Regions from separate parts of the Mus musculus genome. Here all the other regions are linked to region 1. A link is a contact called in public HiCAR-type, HiChIP or PLAC-seq and promoter capture Hi-C data. All regions are on one chromosome and are shown on one strand. Each heading gives the region's core, a stretch centred on a gene start, on an enhancer-like site or on the middle of the called end of the contact. The rest is flanking DNA. Distances are from core to core; before and after follow the strand shown.

Region 1 (3,299 bases), core at 361-2,860:
GGAAAAAATAGGAAGCAAAAAGCAACATTTACAAAAATACGCTACAATCCCCTGTGGTGCCTGCTTCAGCTTCTGCCATGACTGTCCTATGATGGACTGTGACCTAGAAGTGTAAGCTGAAACCAATCCTTCCCCCCCCCCAAGTCACTGTTGATCCAAGTGTTCATGTCACAGCTATACATCGCCTCTTCTGTTTCCTTTTTATTTCTGCATTCCTTTCCTCTTCCCCTCCCCTCCCCTTGCCCTTCTTGTGTAAGTGGTATCTTAGTGTTCCTCTTTGACCCTCCTTTCATCTCTGTTTTATTATTTTTTTTTATTTGTTTTATTTTTTTTTATTTTATTTGATTCCCATTATTTACTTTGGGGATTAAATCAGCATCTTTTAAAACTTATTGTTAGGGTGTGTACATGGAGTTGGGGGAGATGCCATCTAGAGAGGTCAAAGGACAACATCTGGGATTCCGTTCTCATCTCCCTCCTTGTTAAGGCAGGGTCTCCCTTGCTGTTACTGCCACATTACATATCCCAGGATAGCTGACCAGTGAGCTGCCAGGCATAAAACAACACCTTAAACTTACAAAAACCTTATTTGAATAACAAGTTACCTTCTGTAGTATACAGACACAGGACATCTCGTCTAGTCTCTCACCCTTCCCCGCTATACTATCTTTGCCACAGATAGCATGTTTATATGTTTTGTACTCATGAAGACAGACTTGTAACTGGTGTTCTATGCATCGGTTTTCAGGCATACAGACAAAAAGAAAGGCCTTACAACCCGAAGCACGCTAGCACTTTTACCGCGTTGTTACTGCGCCCTGTGCTCATTTCTTCTATGGCTGTGAGTTAACTGGCTAGCATCACTTCGTTTCAGCATGGAGAACTCCCTCTACTGCGCCCTGTATGCTAAGTCCACTGACACCAATGACCTTCTACATTTATCTGGAAATGACCTGCTTACTACTTAATTCCCGAAGGACATTTCTTTATTCTTAACAAAGAACATGTGGATGATGTTCTTCAGGATGTGCGTGTGTTATCCTGTGTGTGGTCTTCCGGTCTCTGTGGTCACTGATGAAAAATTAACTCTTAATCTCAGCATGATCCCCGTGTGTGTAAAGGGTGAATGAATGACTGCTTTTTACATTCTCACTGCAGTTCCCTCTGTCTTCAGTGTCCACAAGAACCATCTGTCGCTCACTGTGGTCCCTAATCCCTCTGGGAGCACAAGCTAAGTCCCAGGGGGCTCTCTGGGTGCTGGGGGAGATAGCAAGGTTTTGACCTTGGACCTGTCAGGGCTGAAGCCTCCTACTCAGAGCCCCGCCTCCTCGTTGCAGTGCCTCCTCCCAGGAAGGCCCCCCCTCCTCCTCCTCCTCCTCCTCCTCCTCCTCCTCCTCCTCCTCCTCCTCCTCCTCCTCCTCCTCCTCCTCCTCAAATCGGTCTCACCTCCCGGGAGTGGATCCGCCTCCTCAGAGTGTCCCCCTCATGCTCAGAGTGGAAGCCTCCTCCCCAGAATGTATCATCCTCCTCAGAGTTGCTCCGCCTCCTTCCCCTCCTCCCCCGCCTCCTCTTCTCCCCCCCCCCCCAACCCCATTCCTCTCCCGCCTCCTCCTCTTCCTCCTCCCCGTCAGAACGTGCCCTCCTCTTCAGAGTTGCTGCTCCTCACAACTCCCCCTCCACCTCAGAGTGAATCCTCCTGAGTTGCCCTTTTTCCTCGAGCTCCTACTCCTCCTGTTCCTGCGAGGCTCCAGACACCTCTTGCCTCTCCTCGGCTGAGTTTCAGAACGCACCGGTAAAGGCAAGGGTTGCAGGGTTGCGGGTCTGCCCATTCGCTGTACAAGGGGTGCGAGGCGGGCCCCCACCCCAACCCCTGCGCTGGGGCTACCTTGGCACTGGAGCGTAGCAGTCCCTCCCCCTGGGCGGGGCTGGAGTGGGCAGAGGGGAACCTCCAAGGGCCTCCGAGTAAACTGTTTTCCATTGTCCCAAGCTGAGGCTAAGATGCTAGAACCTCCTAGAGTCTGATAGAGGGCAGGTTTTGAAGGGCTCATCCCCTAAGACACAGAGCCTGGGAACCCGCCTGTAGCCAGGCCGCAGGGCTGAGAATCTCTGTCCTATAGTAAGCAGAGTGGAGCCTGACCCTGGACCTTTGCATAACCTGCCCTTTGGCGTGCATTCTAGCCTTATCAGGGACAGGCGGTACCTAAGCAAACCAGACCTCTCTCCGAAGACCTCTCTTTTTGCCCTTTGGGGCTCAGCGAAGGTGGGGAAAAGAGGGTGGGGACGGTGAGTGGACCCTGGACCTCACAAACTCTGCTGCACCCCCTGGAACTGGGATGTTGTTGTCAGTGATTGGCTTAGAGGATCCACCCCCATTTAATTAGGAAAAAAAATCTACACTGAGCTGGGCACAAAATCCCAGCACATGGGAAGCAGGAGCAGGAGGATCTCTGTGAGTTTCTATGACAGTCTGGTCTACATGTCTACATAGTGAGTTCCAAAACAGCCAAAGCTACATAGTGAGACTCTGTCTCAAAACAGGAAGGAAGGAAGGAAGGAAGGAAGGAAGGAAGGAAGGAAGGAAGGATAGAAAAAAAGGGAGTGAAATTCCTTGTATGTTCAGTGTAGAAATTCCCTTTTTTTTTCTATCACCAACTAGAATGTACAGTTAATACCTTGTACTCTATCATGGCTGTCCCTACCCAGCAGCCCACCCAGTTCTTGTGGGTGTCAGGGCAGCAGCAGACACTGGAGTATTCTCTCTGTAAACAGCCAAGCATTCCTCGCACCAAGTGTCCTACAGTTCTTGCCTATGTTAACTAACAGACTATTCTAGAGATTTGCTTTCCTTCCCAGCTGTTGGTTTCGTGGGTTTAAACCAGATTCCATACCGTAGCTCAGGCTGGCCTTGAACTTGATGCAATCCTGCTGCTTACAAGTAAACTACCGTGTGTATTTAGCCCTGAAGTTTTGAAAGTGTTACTGCCCACCCACCCCCCAGCTCTGAGGGTGTGAAGGGTCGGAGGTTTTTCCTGCAGGGACTGTCTGAAGGAGCTAGAAAGAGTTGCCTTGGGGCTCCCAAGGAGAACAGCAGAGCAGCTGAACTAAAGGTTTTGGAGTAATTCTTAATGGAACACAATGTTTCAAGAGAAAGTGAATGGAATGTTTTCCAAGTGTTGACAGTGACTAAAGTGGGTCACCAGCTTCTGTGCTCTGTGTTAGGCTTTTATACTGCTATAGCTTGCCCGGTTTCAGACTGCCAGTTCCGTGTGTGATTTCTAAGCTCTAGGGCACAGTTCGCA
Region 2 (3,109 bases), core at 168-2,667, 770 kb before region 1:
CTCGTGAATATTCTTGTGGGAAACTGATTCTTGTCTCTTAGGAAGGCCTTCCTTTCATAACATGTACATTTTTTTTAAATGTTCCATATGGCAGATAGTTTTTTTTTTTTTTTTAGATTTATTTTATTAATATATGTAAGTACACTGTAGCTGTCTTCAGACACTCCAGAAGAGGGAGTCAGATCTTGTTGCGGATGGTTGTGAGCCACCATGTGGTTGCTGGGATTTGAACTCTGGACCTGCGGAAGAGCAGTCGGGTGCTCTTACCCACTGAGCCATCTCACCAGCCCCAACATGTACATTTTCAAGGGAACATGAGAAACTGACCCAAGAGCATCATGTTTTTATTTTTGAAAAAATTATCTATTTTTATGTTTATGAGTGTTTTGCCTGTATACACATATATGTATGTATGTATGTATGTATGTATGTATGTATGTATATGTATGCAATAGCCTGGGAGGTCAAGAAGGCATTGAATCTCCTGGCACTGGAGTTACATGTGAACTTCCATGTGAGTGCTGAGAACCAAACCCAGGTAGATCCTTTGCAATATCAGCAAGTGCTCTTAGCCGCTCAGCGGACCAGCTTCTAGAAATTCTGTCTCAACAATGAGAAACTATCCCATAGGTCAAACACTAACATGTCAGTTAAGAGACCACCTTCATTTGCCTCATTTACACAGTCAGGAGGCAAACGGAAAGGTGACTAGTCTAGGCATCAGAAACTGAGCACGACCTTACAACGTAGACGACCTTACAACATGGGCAGTTATGTCCAGGCATGATCAATTGAAATTGAGGTACATAGCAGTAGGAGAACAACAGTCCCATCTTGTCTGAAAAACAGTAAGAGAGAGGCTGGAGAGGTGGGGCGCGCTCACGCTCACACACCAGGTAGGGCAAAGGCAGGCATCAACATACGACTTGCAACCACTAGCACCTGAGAGCAACCATTCAGAGGAGCTGCTAAGCTTTCTATTCTTGTAGAATTAGGGGGTCGGGCAGATCGCGTCACCCAGGCATCCCGCAAAGTAGGCGGGTCGCCTCAGATTGCAACCTATACCCGCTCAAAAATTCTTCTCACATAAGCAGTGAGGACTCGGGCGTCACCCCGAATCGTTATTTTCCTTACTCATAAGTTTAAGGCATGAGGAACGTGTCTACGTTCCTCAGGGGTAAGAAATTATATTCTCATTACAAGTATGGTGAGTGTCCGATCGGCTGTATGACTAAAAGACTTGTCCTCTTGATAATGCTTTTTAATGGTTTATGATCGATATAATTCTAATTCCTCATTAGCAAAAGGAGGAGGGGGGAGAGAGAGCCCATAAGGCTCCGGACTCCTCCATGCAAATTAGAAGCGAGCACCGCAAAGGCTCACGGGGAGAGAGGCTCCACCCCTTCCGTCTCGAGCTTTTCGTTTGAGCTGTCGCGAGAGTTGGCCGTCCGGGTTGCCGGAAGCCGCTCTTGACTCCGGCCGCGGGGCGGGCTCGCCGCAGTCGGCTTCTCCTCCGTTCTCCGCTAGCTGCGCGCCGCAAGATGGCCGATCTCTCGCTGGACGAGCTCATCCGGAAGCGCGGGACGGCGGCCAAGGGACGGTGAGCGGCCCTTTCCCTTTTCCTCGAGGCTCGTAGGGGCCTCGCTGCTTCTTGGGGTTCGGGGGCGGAGGAGGGAGCGGCTCCGGGGGGCGACGCCGCTTGCGCCCGCCCCCTGCGTCCGCCGCGCTCCTTATTGGCCCGGCCGCGCGGGCCCAGCTGCTGGTCGGTCCACTGGCTGCTGGGCCCGGGAGGCCCGGGAGGCCCGATCGCAGGCGAGCCGAGGGCTGGGCGGGCCAGGGCCTTGCTCCCCGGAGGATCGGGTCCGGGGGGACCACGGTGGCGCCGTCTCCGCTCGGCCTTTAGGTCCTGGGAGTTAAGAGGGCGGAAGTTGAGCGGAGGAGCCGCCAGCCCAGAGCTGTTTATGGCCAGTTCTGCTGGTTCTCCTATGCCACGGTGCTTAGCCCGACCCGTTTTAAGCAAAGAGCTCTTTCATAGGCGAGACGCCTTGTTCCTTTCACTGTGATATCTGTAATGGTTGTCTGATCGTTTTGTTTTCTCTTGAGGCCGGCTTTCACATAGCCGGAGCGAGCCTCGAACTCGCTGCGTCTCCGAGGCTGGCCTTAAAACGCCAAGAGTCTCCCTCCTCCTCCCGTTTCTCAAGGGCTGAGATGACAGGCCAGTTTGTTTCCGTTTTGAGAGCCGGCGTCCTCCATGTTATCCAGGAACTCCTGATCTCAAATCCATCCTCCTGCCTCAGTCTCTTGAGTAGCTGGTGCTCCAGGCGCTCCGCTGTTGCTTAACTATTTTATTCCGCATTTCACAAACGGGAAAGCTGGAGCCAGAGAGAAAGACTTTCCCAAGGCCACCGAGTGCCCCAACTGAGTTGGCCTCAGGCAAAGACAGACAAAACAGTTCCAAGAGGGTGGCATTGGCATTCATGGATGTATGCCCTGATGTCTTAAGTGAGACAGTCAGACTCAACATACTCTTAAACATCGATAGCCATTTCTAGCTTTTATAAATGTGCAGGTGAAAAAGTGGTTAAGTCGGCCCGTGGTCAGCAGGCATATAGATACACTGCTGTAGGTGTCAGGAACTGTTTTCCTGGGGCTGGAGAGATGGCTCAGCAGTTAAGACACCAACTGCTCTTCCAGAGGTCCTGAGTTCAATTCCCAGCAGCATGGTGGCTCACAACCATCTGTAATGAGATCTGATGTACTCTCTTCTGCTATGTTTGAAGACAGTAACAGTGTACTCACATACATAAAATAAATAAACCTTTTTATTTTTTTAAGGAACTGTTTTCCCAGACACTGATCTGCTCAGCTATGCCAATCCTTCCCTACGCCTGTGTCTAGTAAACACTGTTGCCTCCTACACTGAAAGGAGACAAGCTCCCTCCAATCTCAGTGCCACCCAGCTCACCAGCTCTTATTGTCACATGTCTTCTGGGTCGTAAGAGAGATTGACACCCACAATGATTAAGCCATTTAAAAGTTTTGAGCGGGGCAGTGGTGGTGCACGCCTTTAATCCCAGCACTTGGGAGGCAGAGACAGGCGGATTTCTGA
Region 3 (3,062 bases), core at 478-2,977, 990 kb before region 1:
GCTCTTCTGAAGATCCTGAGCTGAAATCCCAGCAACCACATGGTGGTTCACAACCATCCACAATGAGATCTGGTGCCCTCTTCTGGAGTGTCTGAAGACAGCTACAGTGTACTTACATATAATAAATAAATCTTAAAAAAAAAAAAAAAAAAAGCTAGGCGTGGTGGCGCACACCTTTCATCCCAGCACTCGGGAGGCAGAGGCAGGCAGATTTCTGAGTTCGAGGCCAGCCTGGTCTACAAAGTGAGTTCCAGGACAGCCAGGGCTACACAGAGAAACCCTGTCTTGGAAAAAGAAAGAAAGAAGGAAAGAAAGAAAGAAAGAAAGAAAGAAAGAAAGAAAGAAAGAAAGAAAGAAAGAAAGAAAGAAAGAAGAAAAGAATAGAAAAGAAAAAATAAAAGAGAAGAGAAAAGAAAAGAAAAAAGAAAAGAGTTAACAAAACAGTGCAGAGGCGCAAAGGGCACCCCTGGAGAAGAAAATGCTGAAAGCCAGGGAGCTGGCAAGCAGCCAGCTGAACTTGACTCTCAAACCTCTTCTTCTACAGCTGCACCCTACCTGAGGCCAGGTTCTCCAGCTACCCCACACCCTTCTAAAAGAGGCACCTGCTTGGAGTTTCAGCCTTCCAGCTACCCCACACCCTTCTAAAAGAGGCACCTGCTTGGAGTTTCAGCCTTCCAGTTACTGGTGTCCTGTAAGCTTGGGGTGGAGCCCAGGTGCTAGCTAAGCTCGTGGGGTGCTGGAAAGATGGCTCATTACTTAAGATAGTCTAAGGCTCTTCCAGAGGGTCACCAGCTCCAGGACTCTCAGATGACCACAAGCATATACACAGATATTCATAGTTAATATCTCATTGGACATATCAGCCACATTCCAGAGAAGCCCCCTCCCCCTTGCTCAGGAGTAGCTGTGATTCCTGGGCTTCCAAGTCCCAGGATACCCTTCCATCCGAGCAGAAACACGGTGGTGATGCATGTCTGTCCTTCCAACACTCGGTTTATGGAGGCAGAAGGATCAAAAAGTCAGCTTCATCCTCAACTACATGAGTTCGATGCTAAATTGGATTACATACGACCCCCATCTCTCTCTCTCTCTCTCTCTCCATATATATATATGTGTGTGTGTATGTTTATGTATATGTATATATGATTTTTATTTCCTGTTACTGTGCTTTGCCTGTATTTATGTATATCTGTACCACGAGCCTATAGTGCCTATTGCCTGTGTGTGGAGGCCAGAAGAGGGTGTGAAGTCCCCCTCCAACTGAGGTTGTCAATGTTGACAATCCAACTTTGGGTCCTCTTGAAGAACACTCAGCGCTCTTAATTACTGAGCGGTCTCTCCAGTAACCAAAACCAAAATTTTCTACAAAAAATAATAACAATAATAATAATAATTTTCTACCACAGATTCAGGGTTTGGCTTTAGCGGAGAATAAAACAGGACCAGTGACAGTACAGCGTGAGGGTAAAGTCCTGCTTTGGCCACCCCTTCGCTTTCTGTAGAGGCGCAGGCGCACCTGAGCACTTGGCGTCTGCGCACGTGAGGGCAGTGAGGGCAGTAAGGGCGGGAACAGAACGAGCGGCACGTGGGCGACGAGCAGGAGGCGGGGCTTGAGGGGGCAGGGCCAGAGCGGCCTGCGCGAGAGGCAGAAGAAGAGTGGCTGGGGCGCTGGGTGTGGGCGGGGCTGGGGGGCGGGGCGTTGGGGGCGGAGCTTACTTCCACGCGCTGTGAGCGCGCGCCCACGGCAGTTGGTCTCTGAGGCGGCGGCGGTAACAGTTAATCTCAGGAGGTCCTGCTCGGTCCGGGCGCCATGCCTCTGGATCGTCAGGTGGCCATGGGGAACCTTGGCAATCAGGACATACTGGCCATCTTCTACCGCCTGCGCTTCGTGCTTAGCAACCACATAGAGGCCGCCTGGCGAGCCCGGAACCCGGCAATGGACGTGGGAGGAGGAGGAGAAGGCGCCCGGTTGGTCAACGGTCGTATTCGCCCACGCGGGTTCTGAGTGACTTGGAGCACTGCTCGCCCTCGCCCGTGAGTAACCCGTCACTGGTGCTCCGTACACGTCCAGTACCCTCACGGGTCTCGCCGAGTTGTAGAGACTTCTGTCTCGCCGAGTTGTAGAGACTTCTGTGAAATCGCGCTTTGGGCTGTGGTTCGTGTCCCCCAGGGGTTTTTTGGGGTTTGGTGGCGTCTCCCCAGGAAAAGTTAACAGCACCTCACTTAACTGGCACGCCTGGTCGCGTCCCCCTCTAGCTGTTGAGCTAGTGCCGCACCCTTGTCACTTTTCTCCACAGGACTCTCCGAGGGTCCTCGAATCATGATTATTTAGAAGTGACCCGCTGGCCTTAAACTACCAATCTTCCGGCCTCAGCCTCTCAAGTGCTGGGATTTTTGGTGTGTGCCACCATGCTGTTTCCATGGAGCTTCCCCTTATTTATTTATTTATTTATTTATTTATTTATTTATTTGAGACATTTTGTCTGTGTAACCCTAACTGTCCCGGATCTCACTGTATAGACCAGGCTGGTCTTGGAACTCAAAGCGCTCTGCCTGGCTCTGTGTGCCACCACCACCCAGTTTACCATAGTGCCTTTTATAACCTAATCTTGAAAATTGTATGTTGTCTTTTTTCCACATTTTACTGGTCACATAGACTACCTTGGTAAAAGAGATTGCACAAAAGGTGGAGGATGATTGGGCAAATGGTCAGTGCAGAGAAGAATCATACCCAAGGGTCTGTCCTGTGAGCTACAGCCACTGCCCAGTGCATTGTAAGGGACAGTGTACCCGCTGGGTACCATCCTGGTCAGCATTCATTTATGTGTTAGGTTTCTTACTGAAGGTTTAGAGGCAAGTAGAGTAGGATATAGCTTACAGACCTAAGTTCTCTTCACTGCACATTACATATACAATAGAGTGTTGCTAATACAGTAATTATATTGATAACTCTCCCTAGGCCCCATGAGTAAGCCCTCATCAGTGCAAAGCCACAGCCTCAAACATGCTAAGCAAGTACCTGACCACAGAGGGCTTATATTACAATTTAAAAATTTTTTATT
Region 4 (3,329 bases), core at 227-2,726, 970 kb before region 1:
TGAGATGGCAAACATGGCACTGGCGGGCCTTGCCTTTCCTCTTTTTTTCTCCTTGCTAAGAACCGTTAGATTACATTCCTAAAGCTAGCCACCAAGGTTTGTTACGCTATTTGTCCACTTCCTGAGGCTAACATACTAAGGTCCAGCTATCAAAATCCACCCCCTACCTTGGTTCACCTAATTAGCATGCCCCATAAAATAAACTTATCCTAAAGGGGTTTCTTCTTTTACCTTTATGAACTGCCATTTGCCAATACGCCAAGGCTGTCTCTTCTCTATCCAGAAGCAGTCCTTTGTCCCTCTGGAGCAAATAACCCGTCCCCCTCTCCCTCCTTTTCACTTCTTCCTCTTGCTCTATCTCCTGTCTTTGTCTCTTATTCCCTGCCCTTTTGTCACTCTGCTGAGAACTTTGTGTGTCTTGTGCCAGTTCCTGTCCTTGTACAGCCTATATGAGGTCCCAACTTGACACCAAGACCGTTTTCAGAACATCCCTGAAGCTGCAGTGCTGCTCTGGTCAACATATTTCATCTCCAACTCCTTCATACAGGTGAATGCTAGGAAGTGCCTACAGCAGCCCTGCTGGGAAGCAACCAGTTGAACTGGGACAGAAGCTGGGGCTTAGCACTTGATACCAAAACCTGTTTTTCTTCTATTATGCTCTACCTAAGGTCATGTTTGCCAGCTGCTCCACCCTGACCGCTGTAAAAGAGGCACCTGCTCCCAAGCTCAAACCTTCCAGCTACTAATATTATCCAAGGTTTAACTGGAGCCCCAAGCACTAAACACAGACTTGTTTCTGGTCTTTCTAGACTTCTCAGTTCTGACCCTGATAGAACTTGTTGCCTACAGGCAAGCACTCTCTCTCCGTGAACAGAACAGACTTTATAATTACAAGATTATCAAGCCAGTATGGCTTGGTGCAGACCTGTAATCTGAGCAGCAAGACGCTAAAACAGGAATATCTCCAGTTCAAGTCCAGCCTTGGACTACACAGTGTGCTCTAGGCCAGCCTGGGTTTCCCAGATGGGAGAGAGAAAAATGGGACAGCAGTTTCCTGTAGGTTATCACTCAGGGCTTGACTTTAGCTGAGAAAGAGTACAAACACACACTACTACTATGCAGGATCCATGAGGATGAGACCTGCTGGCTCTCCCATCCTGAGGGATAGGTGTGAGACTGGCCACGGGCCGGCAACGGTATGCTGGTGAGTCCGGTGGGTAAGCCCGATGCTCCCTGCGCAAAGCCTGGGGTTCCTATCCCACACTGCAGGACCCTAACTAACGCTGAGATCTGGGGAAGGTTTGCGGAGGGGTGGGAGTTGTCCGAGCGTCCGCGCATGCGCCTGCCGCGCCCGACTTCGAAATTGGAACCCGGAGAAACCAGTGGCGCCGAGGGACCTCACCGAGTGAAGGAGAACGGCGCGTGCGCCCGCTTGTGGGCGGAGCCTGGGCGCGGCAGGGGCGGGGCTTGTCGTCACGCGCAGCCCCGCCCCTCGGTCTCCGGGAGGCGGCAACCGCTACTCCTTGTCTCTTCCCGGTTGTCGGGGACTGCTTCACCTCAGTTCTCAGTGACTATGGGGGACCCCAGCAAGCAGGACATCCTGGCCATCTTCAAGCGCCTGCGCTCGGTGCCCACTAACAAGGTAACGGCCGCAGGCGGGCTTGGGACCCCGCGGCCCGCCGGACCCCGGTGTGGCCGCGGCCGTGGGAGGAGCCGCCCGGCCTGTGACACGTCGCACTGTGGGCCTGGCAGCCGCCGCTCCCCAACCTTCGTCAGCAAGGGGAGGAAAAGGGGGCGCCCACCAGGGGCTTAGCGCCTGGGGCACAGGGACATGGGCATCCGGAGGATGTCCAGGACTAAAAGGCAGAGAGCCTGGGGTCACAGGACTGGGGCATGGACATCTGGGATGTCTAGCATCCTAGGGCAGAGCGTCTGGGGTCACAGGGGGGGCTGGGACATGGACAGTTGGGGTGTCCGCCACCAGAGGCCAGAACACCTGGGGATAGACAGAAGACTGGGGCATGGACATCTGGAACAGGAGACCAGTGCATTTCATGGCAGAGAGAGGACTGGGGTATGGACCTCTAGGAGTGTCCAGGTTACCCAGACGCCAGACTACCTGGGGGCTTAGAGAGAAGGCTAGTTCATAGCATCTAGGGGTGTCTAGGGGTCTGGAGAACAGAGCACCTTGACCCAGAAGCACAGACATGGTAGGGTGGAGGAAACAGATGTTGGAAGTGTGTAGCTGGGCTCTGAGAAGGCTGGTGAGGCAGAGTTCACTCCTTCTGGCCTCTGTGAACAAAGGTAAAAATCCCAGCCACCTAGACCCAGGGGTCAGAACTCTAAGTGGTGCTAAGTTCTGGGAAAGAAGGGCTTCTCCCCCCACCATGGACCTTGTCTTGAGTGTTCTTCAGGGCTGGGGACCTGTTGGATTTTTGTCACCATTGTCCTTCGGTGGCAGCCTGTTTCCCAGTCCAGTAGAGCTAAGGTTCTCTTCCCTGGTTGCCAGCTCTCTGGGTTCCTGAGGAAGCTCACTAAAACTCACGTTCATCCCTCTGTAGGTTGAGGTCTGTCCCTACAATTTTTTTCTTCCCCTTATGTGACCCCCCCCACACACACACACACACAGACCCCACCCCCAACCACTGGGCCTCATAACTTTTAGCATGTGGCTGGCAGTGTTGTTTTGATACACAGGGTTAAGGTGTCTACTTCCTTAGGATGACGGAGTAGGGTGGAACCCGAGGAGTGCAAAGGGCTGTCGTGTCACTGTGGACTCTCCCCACCCCTCTCCAAGTTCCATCTGGTTGCCACCTTCACCTCTGAGGAACCATCTGTTAATGGGCACAGCCGTGATTACAGAGTCCTGCATGGCTGGCATAGAAAGTTCCAACATGTCACAAAATTCAGGCTTTTTTTTTTTTTAATGTCTTGATGGTGGAAGGGAGCCCTAGGTTTTTATAGCCTTATGATGAAGGAAATGGTTAAATGGGGGTGATAATGTCAGGTGGGTATAAGGAAGAAGAGCTGGCTTCCAGCCACTGCATTGTCCAGTGTCTGTCACTTGCTGGTTTCTTGTTTTTTGTTTATTTTTTTCAGATTTAGATTGATCTGTGTGTAGCAAGGACTTGCTTCTTACCACACAAGGTTGGATCTCCAGCTGGCAGGCTGGGAAAGTGCGTATGCTGCCACTTTCTCTGAGTTGCACGCCAGTGTGTATTCCCTTCGAATGTATCAAAAAGGCCACTGCTAAATAACAAAACAAAAAAGCAAGAAGCAACAACAAAAAAAAGGAAGACACTCCTTTTACATCAGAAGTCCCTGTCATC
Region 5 (3,194 bases), core at 524-3,023, 740 kb before region 1:
TATCCCTGTCAGCAAGTAGCTACTTTCCTGATGCCACAGATCACCTGTACACTGTAAAGTATTCCTGGGAGTTTAAGTTCTCCAGAGTGAGACAACAGCTCCCTTGTTCCTGCAAACCAGGCCTCACACCTACTTATATGTCAACTTGACACTAGCAAGTCACCTGAAAGGAGGGAACCGCAACTGAAAAAATGTCTCTGAGTTCCAGCTGTAGGGAGCCAGCATCTTCTTAATAAGTGATTAGTTGGGGGAAGGCCCTGCTCATTGTGGGTGGGGCCCTCCCTGGGCTGGTGGTCCTGGGGTCTCTAAGAAATCCAATGGAGCAAACTACGAGAAGCAAGTCAGTACGTTTCATCAGCCCCTGCCTCAGGGTTCCTGACCTGCTGGAGTTACTGCTCTCGCTGCTTCTAATGAACTGTTTCATGAAACTGGAAATAAAGCCTTCCTCCCCACATTACTTCTTAGTCGTGTGTCATCACAGCAACGGTAACCCTAATGAACACACAAGTATCCTCCTGCTTCAGCCAGGATTAAAGCCATGCCCAGATGGATAAAGTTTATTTGGGCTCACTTCAGTTTGTAAAAATTTAAAAAATCTGCCAAGCATGGGTGATGTGTGGCAGTGTCCACCTTTAATCCCAGCACTGGAGGAGACAGAGGCAGACAGATCTCATGTGAAACTGAACCCAGCCTAGTCTACATAGCTAGCCTCAGGTCAGCCCAGGCTACATGGTGAAATCCTGTCTCAGCACACACACAGTATTTTCTTGAGGGAGAGAGCTCATGCCATGAGGCATAAGCCATGGAGTGGGTGTGGAGGTCAAAGGATAACTTGCTGAAAACAATTCTCATCTTCCATGGATGTAATTCAAGATGTCAGGCTTGCCAGCAAGTACTCTTTGTTTACAGTTTCAACCCCAGGCCTCTCAGCCCCTTGCTCTCTCAACTAAAGAGACTGACTGTTCATGGCATCTCACTGCACAAAATCCCAGTTGCACCACGATTTATACGGAATGCTATTTATTTTTTAAAAATTTATAGTCGGGGGCTGGTGAGATGGCTCAGCGGGTAAGAGCACTGACTGCTCTTCCAGAGGTCCTGAGTTCAAATCCCAGCAACCACATGGTGGCTCACAACCATCCGTAATGAGATCTGTCACCCTCTTCTGGTATGTCTGAAGACAGCTACAGTGTACTTATGTAAAATAATAAATAAATCTTTAAAAAAAAAATCTCAAATAAGCCAGGCAGTGGTGGCACACGCCTTTAATCCCAGCACTCGGGAGGCAGAGGCAGGCAGATTTCTGAGTTCGAGGCCAGCCTGGTCTACAGAGAAAGTTCCAGGACAGCCATGGCTATACAAAGAAACCCTGTCTCAAAGAAAAAAAAAAATTATAGTCGGGCAGTGGTGGCACACGCCTTTAATCCCAGCACTTGGGAGGTAGAGGCAGGCGGATTTCTGAGTTCGAGGCCAGCCTGGTCTAGAGTGAGGACAGTCAGAACTACACAGAGAAACCCTGTCTCGAAAAACAAACAAAAATTATGTGTTGAGTGTGCCTGTGCACCACGTGTCCTGGAACTGGGTTCCAGATAATTTTTGAGTGATCGGAAACGAACCCCTATCCTCTGGAAGAGCAGCCAGTGCTCTTTCCATTTATTGCTCCAGCCTCCCTCTACTTCCCAATAGGACAGGGAAGGCTAAATCTTAGGGCCGGGCAAGATCCCGGGAGGCGGGCCTAGGGCTGAGAGGGCGGGGCCCCGCGTGACGCCGTCGTCGTGGAAACGCAGCGGCGCCGGAACACGGAACTCCCAGCCGTCTCTGCGCTCCCAGTTGGCCAAGATGGTGTCTCGCAGGAAGAAACGGAAGGCTGGCGGCCACGAGGAGAGCATACCGAGCCCACCGGGGTATTCAGGTGAGCAGCTGAGGGCCAGGGACCCACCATTTTGCGGGAAGGTGGCTTGCAGGTGGCAGAGGCCCTGGCAACTCGTCAGGTATCGGGGTGCAGGACCCCGCCGCCCCGACTCTGGGTGCTGATTCCGCGGCTGTTCCTCCGAAAGGCCTTGGGCTCGGGCGCGGTTCCTCCAGGCGGCGCCAGGCGTCCTAGGCCCAGCGTTGCAGCTTCGTCGTCCTCAGAAGCTAGTTATCCGCTGTTCTGCTCGTGTCTCGTTCTTTAACAAGCGCTTCCGCAGCTGTCGCCCTCCCAGCCCCGAGATTCGCATCCCACTGGTGTAGACTTAACTGGGAAGGTGGGGCTAAGTCGGCAGGAGGGGTGGGGGGGGGGGAGTTAGCCCTAAACGAAGAATGGGTGGAGGGAAGAGAGTTGGTGTGCCAAGCAGAGCAGCCCATGCTATGGGGGGGGGGGGGGGGGGCTGATGATGTCAGACAGCGGATGCTCCGAGAACGCAACACTGTGCCCGCCCCCTCAGCCTCCTGCGGTGATTATCCGAATACATTTCCCTCCAGCTTCCCGTGGATGGGTGGATGAACAGGCGGGCCGATGGAGCTAGAAAGAGACATAGTGAATTGGAACTTGGGTGGCATAGACACAGACCTCCTTTCAGGGTACCCCAAACTCTCCTGCGCTCGTTTCCCCTGTTAGCTGTTCCAGTCAAGTTCTCGGCAAAGCAGCAGGCTCCTCATTACCTCTACATGAGACAGCACCGAGTTCGCCAAGGCACCCAGTCCACATGGCCTCCCGATCGAACCCTTTTTATCCTTAATGTGCCCCCGTACTGCACACAGGTAAGAGTCTGGTAGACCAGTGGGTTGTGAATGGGGGCTTGCCACGGGCCCTACAGAATCCTGGTGGTCAGATGGAAATTCCTACAAAACCCTCAGTGGAGGATGTTGAAAGACTGGGAGTTTCAGAATAAAAATATGTTTTGTTTTTTTTTTTTTCTCCCTGCCGCCGTCTAGGCAGGGTCCCCCTCTCCCTGGGCTGTTCAGAACTTCCTGAGGCTCAGGCTGGCCTCGAACTTGCTGTACTTCCCCACCCTCCCCGTCTCAACTCATTACAGTTATGAGTGGTCACACCTGGTTTGGAAATTATCCTTCCAACCATTATTTTATTTGTTTGTCTGTTAGTTTTTCATTTTTAAAAGACAAGTCTAACAGTAATCACTGCAGTTCTTTCTAGACATACTTATTAATTTTTTACAGAAAGCATGACATTTGTAGTTCTGTTTCAGACGGGG
Region 6 (3,073 bases), core at 403-2,902, 720 kb before region 1:
GGAAGAGAGGGGCTCGGCATGGCTGCCGTCACCCCTCCACGGCCCTTCAGCCCACGGCCCTACCTTGGGGAAGAAGAGGAATGAGCCTGTCAAAGGAGTTGGCGTTGTCCAGCCAGCCGTGTAAGCAGAGAACTGGAGGGTTCTTCTGGGAGCCCCAGACTTTGAGAGCAATGTGGCCCCAGGGCACAGCCAACTTCAACTCTGAGTGCAAACCTGCAAGGCAGATCTGGTCTGTCAACCCCTGCATCCAGGAATCCGGCACTTCCTAAGCCCCTATGAGTGCACCAAGAGGCACAGGCGCCTGAGCTACTGGCCTATGTCTAAGCTTTAGACAGACTGATTGCCAGATAACAGGGAAAGACAGCTTGGGTCCCCTGGATGAGAAAGATCTGAATAGGTTTTTCAGGATATAGCTCATTGGTTTTTAGGGCAGAACTGGAAGGAGTAGGTTGGGGGCTGCCGGCTTGAACCCTGACACTTGTGGGCTGTATGACCTTGGCTTGCCTAAAACCTCTCCATCTTCAGTTTCCCTTTCTGTTAAACAGGAGCAAATAGAGAATAATGCCTCATAACTATATGGGACCCATTCCAAGAGCCCCTGTAGATACCTGAAACTTCAAGCAGTAACAGACCCCATACACTGAATGCTACCTATAACAATAATTATACATGCCTGTTATCCCAGCCCTTAAAAGGTAGACATGGATAGACGATAAAACATTGTCTCATAAAACTTCAAATCAACAAAATAAAACAAATATACTACAATTTGTGCAGCACTGACTCTAAAATATTATTATGAGAACCAAGTGTATTAATCACACCTATAAGCCTAGCCTAGTCCTGAGGAGGTAGAGGCAGGAGGATTTCGGCCACTTAAGGATAGGCTGGTCTAGGGAGTTCCAAGCCAGCTAAAGCTACATACAGTAAAATGGCTGAGGGTTTTAAGACACTACTCAGAGTACCATGCTGCTCAAAACTGGTCTGTGCCCTCACATTTTGGACCTTAGGAAACTGAACCCTTGGAAATCGAAACTGGGAGATCACCGTGGCCAGCTTTTCCTATACCTTCGGAGCCGATGCCAGACACTTTATACTCTATCTATCTATCTATCTATCTATCTATACACCGTGAGTTGGAGAGTTGGGCCACTGCTGTTCTCAGTGCACAGATCACGAAACTGAGGCACAGGAAAGGGAGAAGGGGAGGAAGGAGAGGGGGAGAGAGTCAGCTTGACTCCAGGGCTCCATCTGGGCCTCTTCAAGTCAGATGTGCTCCAGAGCTGACCTTCTGCTGCTGTTGGACCCAAAGAGCAACCCCAAATAGCAGCCTAGGACTCAGCGGCCATCAGGAGCCCCGAGTCTGGCTCTGCTAGATCCCAGTGCTGCCCACTGAGCCTGGGAGAGGGCGATGAGCGTCCACTCCACCAGCTCAAGTAAGCGAGTGGGAGCACTCGTCGGCCTCCCCCTTCCCACTCCAATCTAAGGGGCCCTGAGGGACATTTTCACCCATTGCTCTGGTCGGTGAGGCTGTCACTCCTCGCTGAGGAGGTCACAGGAACTGGAAGGACTCAGAAGCTCACGCCCCGCCTCTTGCGTCCCGCTCAGGACTTTCCCTCCAGGTCCTTCCCGTCCCCACCGGCTTCCGTCTCCTTAGCCCCAGTTTTAGCGCCAGCCCCGCCCCTTCAAGCGACACCGCCCACCGAGGCCCCGCCTTCCTGCGGCCGGCCCGGGACTTTCAGGAGGATCTCAGGGCTGCTCAACTCCTGGCACATTGCTGTGCTGCTACGGTGGGATGGTGTCAGAGCTAGCAGAGAAGTAAGTCTCTGGAGGACAAGCTTTGACAGGCTCAATACCTGGGCATCCCCGCATGATTACCACGAGCTAGACAAGGCCCCGGTGGCCCCACAGTGAGGAAAGCTCCCTCGAGGATCCTCTCTGATTCCCACAGAAATGAGACGACTGTTTCACAGTGTTTCATGCCTCCCCACCGTGTCCCCACGGTGGCTGCGGTCCCTCAGCAGTGCCTGGCGCTATCCAGCTTTGATAATTGATTGCACGGCCTGAATGAATAAATGAATGTATAAAGCGAGGGCTCTGGCAGAAACCATCCCCAGGCAAGGAAGGACTGAAAACAGTTTCAGTCCCGAGAAGAACTCAGAGTCAGACTGTGGGCACGGGGTGCATTCAGGAGGCTGGGAAAGGCCTGTGGGTTTTTGGAGGCCAGCCTGGAATACACTGCAGGACTCTCCAATGACCAAAACTCATCCTAAAGCTAACCCTAGCAATCCAATCACAAACATTCCTAAAATGGACACATACAAGCACTACCTTTTAAATTAAAAGCAGAAATCTTGAGCTTTTAAATTTACCAGGTGGGCTCTCTGGAACAGCGGGAGATATTCCCTATCATTGTTGTAGCTGGCGAACCACAGACCTGGGCACTGAGCGGAATCAGTGTGGTGAGTTCCCCAAAGGGGTGACAGGGCAAACCCTGAGCATCACAGGCTGTAGTAAGGGGAGGGAGGGGAGGCTGGGCAGAGCCACTGTGGAGAGAAATTTGAGGCTGAAAAATAGGCCAACGTAGATGAGGGGCTGGAAAATGGGGCCGCCTGGTTGTGACAGGACTTTTCTGAGTGGTTTCACTCAGAGGTTAGGAGCTGGGAACACACCACGCTTTTCTGTTCTATTCTTTGGTTTTTGGAGACAGGGTTCGAACTCACTCCATAGCTGAGGGTGACCTTGAATTGAGCCGCCTCCCTCCCTCTCCAGAACACTGGGGTTGCACGCCTGGTTTATGCACTGCTGGGGGTCAAACACGTGGATGCATGCATGCCAGGCAAACATTCTACCAACTGAGCTACATCCCCAGCCCTTTGAGAACACTTCTGTTGGGTCCAATCAGTGGCATCTATCGGTGGAGAACACACTTTGATTCTCGATAGATAAGGGTCTTCACTGAGTTCTGTCGGAGTACAGTCACTCAGAGCCACTGGGAACAAGACACCTACCAGGAAGCCTGGGACCTTTCCCAATCTTTCCCAGTGACACATTGTTACCAATACTTGCACTT
Region 7 (3,009 bases), core at 84-2,583, 790 kb before region 1:
CTGTGGTGGTTTGAATAAGAAATGGCCCTCATAGGCACGTGTATTTGAACGTTTAGTCCCCAATTTGTGATGGTTTGTGGGGAGGTACGGAGGTGTGTGGTCTTGCTGGATGAAGAAATGTGCCTGGGGTGGCTTTGAGAGCCTATAGCCTGGCCCCACTTCCAGCTCTCTCTCAGGTTCCCACTTAAGGTACAGTGTTATCTCTCAGCATCCTTCTCCCCGAGCCAGGTTTTCCTGCTGCTTGTGGCCGGCCATGCCTTCCAGCTATAATGGGCTCTTATCCTCCTGGAACTGTGAGACACAATAAACTCCATCTTCCCTAAAGTTGCCTTCGGTCATGGTGTTTTACCACAGCAACAGAAAAGTAACTAGCAGTCTCACCGTGTAGCCTGGAACACTCACAGATCCACCTGCCTCTTCCGGTATTGAACGCTTGGGTCATCAAGTGTTCCGGTATTGAAGAGTTTGGTTAATAGTTCTCAATTTTTAGGCAGCAAGTCTCTTCCTCACTCTGCCGCTCTCAGAGCAGTCTTCCATTCCCTATCTGGCCAGGACCAGGTTGAAGAAAACTCCGGAATGCCAGGGACATACGAGTGTTTATAGAGTATGTGATAGGCTCTGTTCTGAGGTCCGGGTACACAGAGAACTGACTGCAGACTCCTGGCTTGGGGAAGCCCCACCATCTAGTGGAATGGGTACGTGGGCGCAGAGCATCGTGAATAAACAGGCAGGATAACTGAAGCGCTACAAAGACCGTTCTGCACTAGTGGCGTCCCTTGGAGGGAGCACAGGGCCAGAGCTGGCCTAGCTAAAGAGGTGACACCTGAACTTTAATCCGGAACTGGCCTCAGTACGTTTGGAGATTTGTTCAGGAAGGAACGACTGGTTCGCAGGCTTGAAAATGGGGCAGGGCAGGGCTGTAGCCTGAACTCTGTAGCCAGCGGTGTTGGCAACACGCCCCGTGAGCGGGTAGAGCCCTGGCCAGCACAATCAGCTCCGGCAGGCTCCCAGGACCGAAGGCTCAGGATTTGAGAGCCCATCACGGGGGCGACATCTTGTTCTCTTCACCAGGACAAAACAGGCCCAGAAGCCACAAGCTACCTCCCGAAGCCACACAGAGGCGCCACAGTAGCCAGTCTCTCGCCGAGCCTCTTCCGTGCAGCGCCGTCAGCCACTCAGCGCGCACTCCCGTCTTCACAAGCGGAAGTGGGCGGGGACACTGGGAGTCTCCGCCCCCTATCCGCCCACCTCCGCGCTCCTGACTGGCTCCGCAGGGCGTCCCCGCCTCCGAGGTGTTGAGACCGAGGCGGGTTGTTGGGGGAGCGGCCGGCTGAGTAGCGGGTGTAGAACCGTGCGTGAGGCCACCGTCTCTTCTTCGCCACCATGGGGGCCCAGCTGAGCACGGTAGGCGGCATGGGTCTGGGGTCCCCAGGCTTGCACCGTGGGGATACCGTACGATCCGGGGCGCCCAGCACCGGTTCACGAGCCCCGCGCCCCACCCGGCCCCTTGCAGACCGTGACTCACGCCCTGGCTAGTGGCCGCGCCACTCTGGCCCGGCCTCAGGCCAAGGGGGAGCCCCGAGCGCGGGGTGGACATTGAGGACCCTGTTGGGTGTGCGCGAATGAGAATAGGGAATGAGTGACGTGCGCGCCCGCCTGAGTGGGCGTGACTTGTGAGTGTGAGAAAGTTGAAGTGCCTGCGCCCGTGGGGGATGTGAAAGGTGCGAGGGTTTTTGTAAATGGGAACGTGAAGTGTGAACCGTAGGTGCACTGGTGTGTGCGTGGAGGAACCGACAGCGGCGTGTGTGAGAAATGAGAGTGTGGGTGTGAAGACATGCAGGCCTGAATAGTGGACACGAGTGAGCTGGCAGGAAGAGTACTTTGGGGTGCGTGTGTGTATGGGAGAAATGTGTAGGGTGTCCCTACAGGGGTTGGGTGCATCTTCTTGCCATAAACAAGGCAGTAGTTGGCCAGGATCTTTCCAGCTGTCACCTAGAAAAGCCCTGGCCATTCTTGTTACTCACAGAGCTGCACTGTCACTAAAGAAGTGTCACTTAGACTTGGCCATCAGCCCAGGGCACTGAGGATGCTGGGACCGTCTAACGTCTATAAATCTGCTCTCTCACTGTTACTGGATCGACCAAGGCCCCTTCCACAATCCTAGAGCTCACTCTCCTCATTTCCTTTTTTTTCTTTTTTTTTTTCTTTTTTGAGACAGGGTTTCTCAATGTAGCCCTGGAATGCACTGTAGACCAGGCTGCCCTCAAACTCACAGAGATCCACTTGCCTCTGCCTCTCCAGTGCCAGATTAAAGGTGTGGGCCACCACCGTCCAGCTCCTCCCTGATTTCTTAAGAGCATCCATGTGAACTGTGACCAGTCTCAGTTACACAAACATACCCTTGAGGTGTCCAGCTCTTTGGGTATGACAAGAATAGGCCAGCGCCTGTCTTGGAGGGTGCCCTCTCTCCTCTCTGCAAGATTCAGGGCTCCTAGTGAAGACAGCCTTCTTGCCATGGCATTTGCTCTTGCGAGAGTGACCAGTCCAGTATGGACCATCTAAGGAGCATTCTGGCCCAAGGCAAAAAAAAACAAAACAAACCCCAGAGTGACAACACCCCATAATGACATTCTGACCAGTTTTCCCAGAGACTGCCCATGATCCCTTATCTTCCCCCTGATTCCCAGGTTCTCCTTACCTTTTGGACCATGTTGGTGGTACCCCAGCACCTGGCTTTTCCATCAATTCATGTTAAGTCAACAGTAGTTCCTTCCAGGCAGTAGAGCTCTGTTTAATTATCAGAAGGCCCCACCATGGCCTCATCTGTCCAAGGGTTGCTTGGTATTGTCTTTGACTTAAGGGGCTGACACCTCAGTGCCCACGGTATACATTAGGCCTGGAGGCCTGTGTGGCTGCTGGGTATTGGGTGTACCAGATGTCTTATCTGGGCTATGCAGGCCCTGTGGGAGGCCTCCTGCATATATTGGGGGCCCCAACCCAGAGGATGGC

Evidence for each region. Promoter capture Hi-C pulls out the DNA fragments that hold promoters and counts their contacts. HiCAR-type assays count read pairs that join an accessible place to other places. HiChIP or PLAC-seq counts read pairs in DNA pulled down with a chosen protein or histone mark.
Region 2: a promoter capture Hi-C map of pre-B cells shows a contact between it and region 1, with 2.6 times the contacts expected there. The contact joins the promoter of Poldip3 here to the promoter of Cyp2d22 in region 1. A contact is called at or near these places in 5 of 39 promoter capture datasets (3T3-L1-derived adipocytes, the C10 cell line, cranial neural crest and 2 more), 3 of 115 datasets of contacts at active chromatin or transcription factors (embryonic hindbrain, large pre-B cells and memory CD8 T cells) and 1 of 9 other capture datasets (adipose tissue).
Region 3: a promoter capture Hi-C map of hippocampal neurons shows a contact between it and region 1, with 4 times the contacts expected there. The contact joins the promoter of 1700001L05Rik here to the promoter of Cyp2d22 in region 1. A contact is called at or near these places in 5 of 39 promoter capture datasets (cranial neural crest, hippocampal neurons, maxillary cranial neural crest and 2 more) and 1 of 115 datasets of contacts at active chromatin or transcription factors (astrocytes).
Region 4: a HiCAR-type map of astrocytes shows a contact between it and region 1, with 4 times the contacts expected there. The contact joins the promoter of Arfgap3 here to the promoter of Cyp2d22 in region 1. A contact is called at or near these places in 2 of 39 promoter capture datasets (embryonic stem cells and stem cell-derived epiblast-like cells) and 1 of 115 datasets of contacts at active chromatin or transcription factors (astrocytes).
Region 5: an H3K4me3 HiChIP or PLAC-seq map of craniofacial prominence shows a contact between it and region 1, with 6 times the contacts expected there. The contact joins the promoter of Rrp7a here to the promoter of Cyp2d22 in region 1. A contact is called at or near these places in 4 of 39 promoter capture datasets (the C10 cell line, cranial neural crest, pre-B cells and 1 more), 4 of 115 datasets of contacts at active chromatin or transcription factors (craniofacial prominence, embryonic basal ganglia, embryonic hindbrain and 1 more) and 1 of 9 other capture datasets (liver).
Region 6: a contact with region 1 is called in a promoter capture Hi-C map of embryonic stem cells, with 8 times the contacts expected there. The contact joins the promoter of Serhl here to the promoter of Cyp2d22 in region 1. A contact is called at or near these places in 14 of 39 promoter capture datasets (the 3T3-L1 cell line, 3T3-L1-derived adipocytes, HPC-7-derived erythroid cells and 7 more), 5 of 115 datasets of contacts at active chromatin or transcription factors (bone marrow-derived macrophages, craniofacial prominence, embryonic basal ganglia and 2 more) and 1 of 9 other capture datasets (liver).
Region 7: an H3K4me3 HiChIP or PLAC-seq map of embryonic basal ganglia shows a contact between it and region 1, with 5 times the contacts expected there. The contact joins the promoter of Cyb5r3 here to the promoter of Cyp2d22 in region 1. A contact is called at or near these places in 3 of 39 promoter capture datasets (the C10 cell line, maxillary cranial neural crest and pre-B cells), 3 of 115 datasets of contacts at active chromatin or transcription factors (embryonic basal ganglia, embryonic forebrain and forebrain) and 1 of 9 other capture datasets (liver).

Annotation. Positions count from the first base shown.
Region 1 is chr15:82,378,571-82,381,869 of GRCm38.p6, reverse strand. It overlaps Cyp2d22 (cytochrome P450, family 2, subfamily d, polypeptide 22), which reads left to right and starts at 1,610. Exons shown (of 10, transcript NM_019823.4): 1 at 1,610-1,792.
Region 2 is chr15:83,147,686-83,150,794 of GRCm38.p6, reverse strand. It overlaps Poldip3 (polymerase (DNA-directed), delta interacting protein 3), which reads left to right and starts at 1,417. Exons shown (of 9, transcript NM_178627.4): 1 at 1,417-1,600. The coding sequence starts at 1,542. It overlaps Rnu12 (RNA U12, small nuclear), which reads right to left and starts at 1,150; the gene lies at 1,001-1,150.
Region 3 is chr15:83,365,962-83,369,023 of GRCm38.p6, reverse strand. It overlaps 1700001L05Rik (RIKEN cDNA 1700001L05 gene), which reads left to right and starts at 1,727. Exons shown (of 4, transcript NR_027980.1): 1 at 1,727-2,034.
Region 4 is chr15:83,348,394-83,351,722 of GRCm38.p6, reverse strand. Arfgap3 (ADP-ribosylation factor GTPase activating protein 3) reads left to right here and starts at 1,476. Exons shown (of 16, transcript NM_001357756.1): 1 at 1,476-1,642. The coding sequence starts at 1,574.
Region 5 is chr15:83,121,380-83,124,573 of GRCm38.p6, reverse strand. Rrp7a (ribosomal RNA processing 7 homolog A (S. cerevisiae)) reads left to right here and starts at 1,773. Exons shown (of 7, transcript NM_029101.4): 1 at 1,773-1,912; 2 at 2,600-2,742. The coding sequence starts at 1,840.
Region 6 is chr15:83,098,784-83,101,856 of GRCm38.p6, reverse strand. Serhl (serine hydrolase-like) reads right to left here and starts at 1,652. Exons shown (of 12, transcript NM_023475.3): 1 at 1,510-1,652; 2 at 64-213. The coding sequence starts at 1,513.
Region 7 is chr15:83,170,507-83,173,515 of GRCm38.p6, reverse strand. It overlaps Cyb5r3 (cytochrome b5 reductase 3), which reads left to right and starts at 1,333. Exons shown (of 9, transcript NM_029787.3): 1 at 1,333-1,404. The coding sequence starts at 1,384.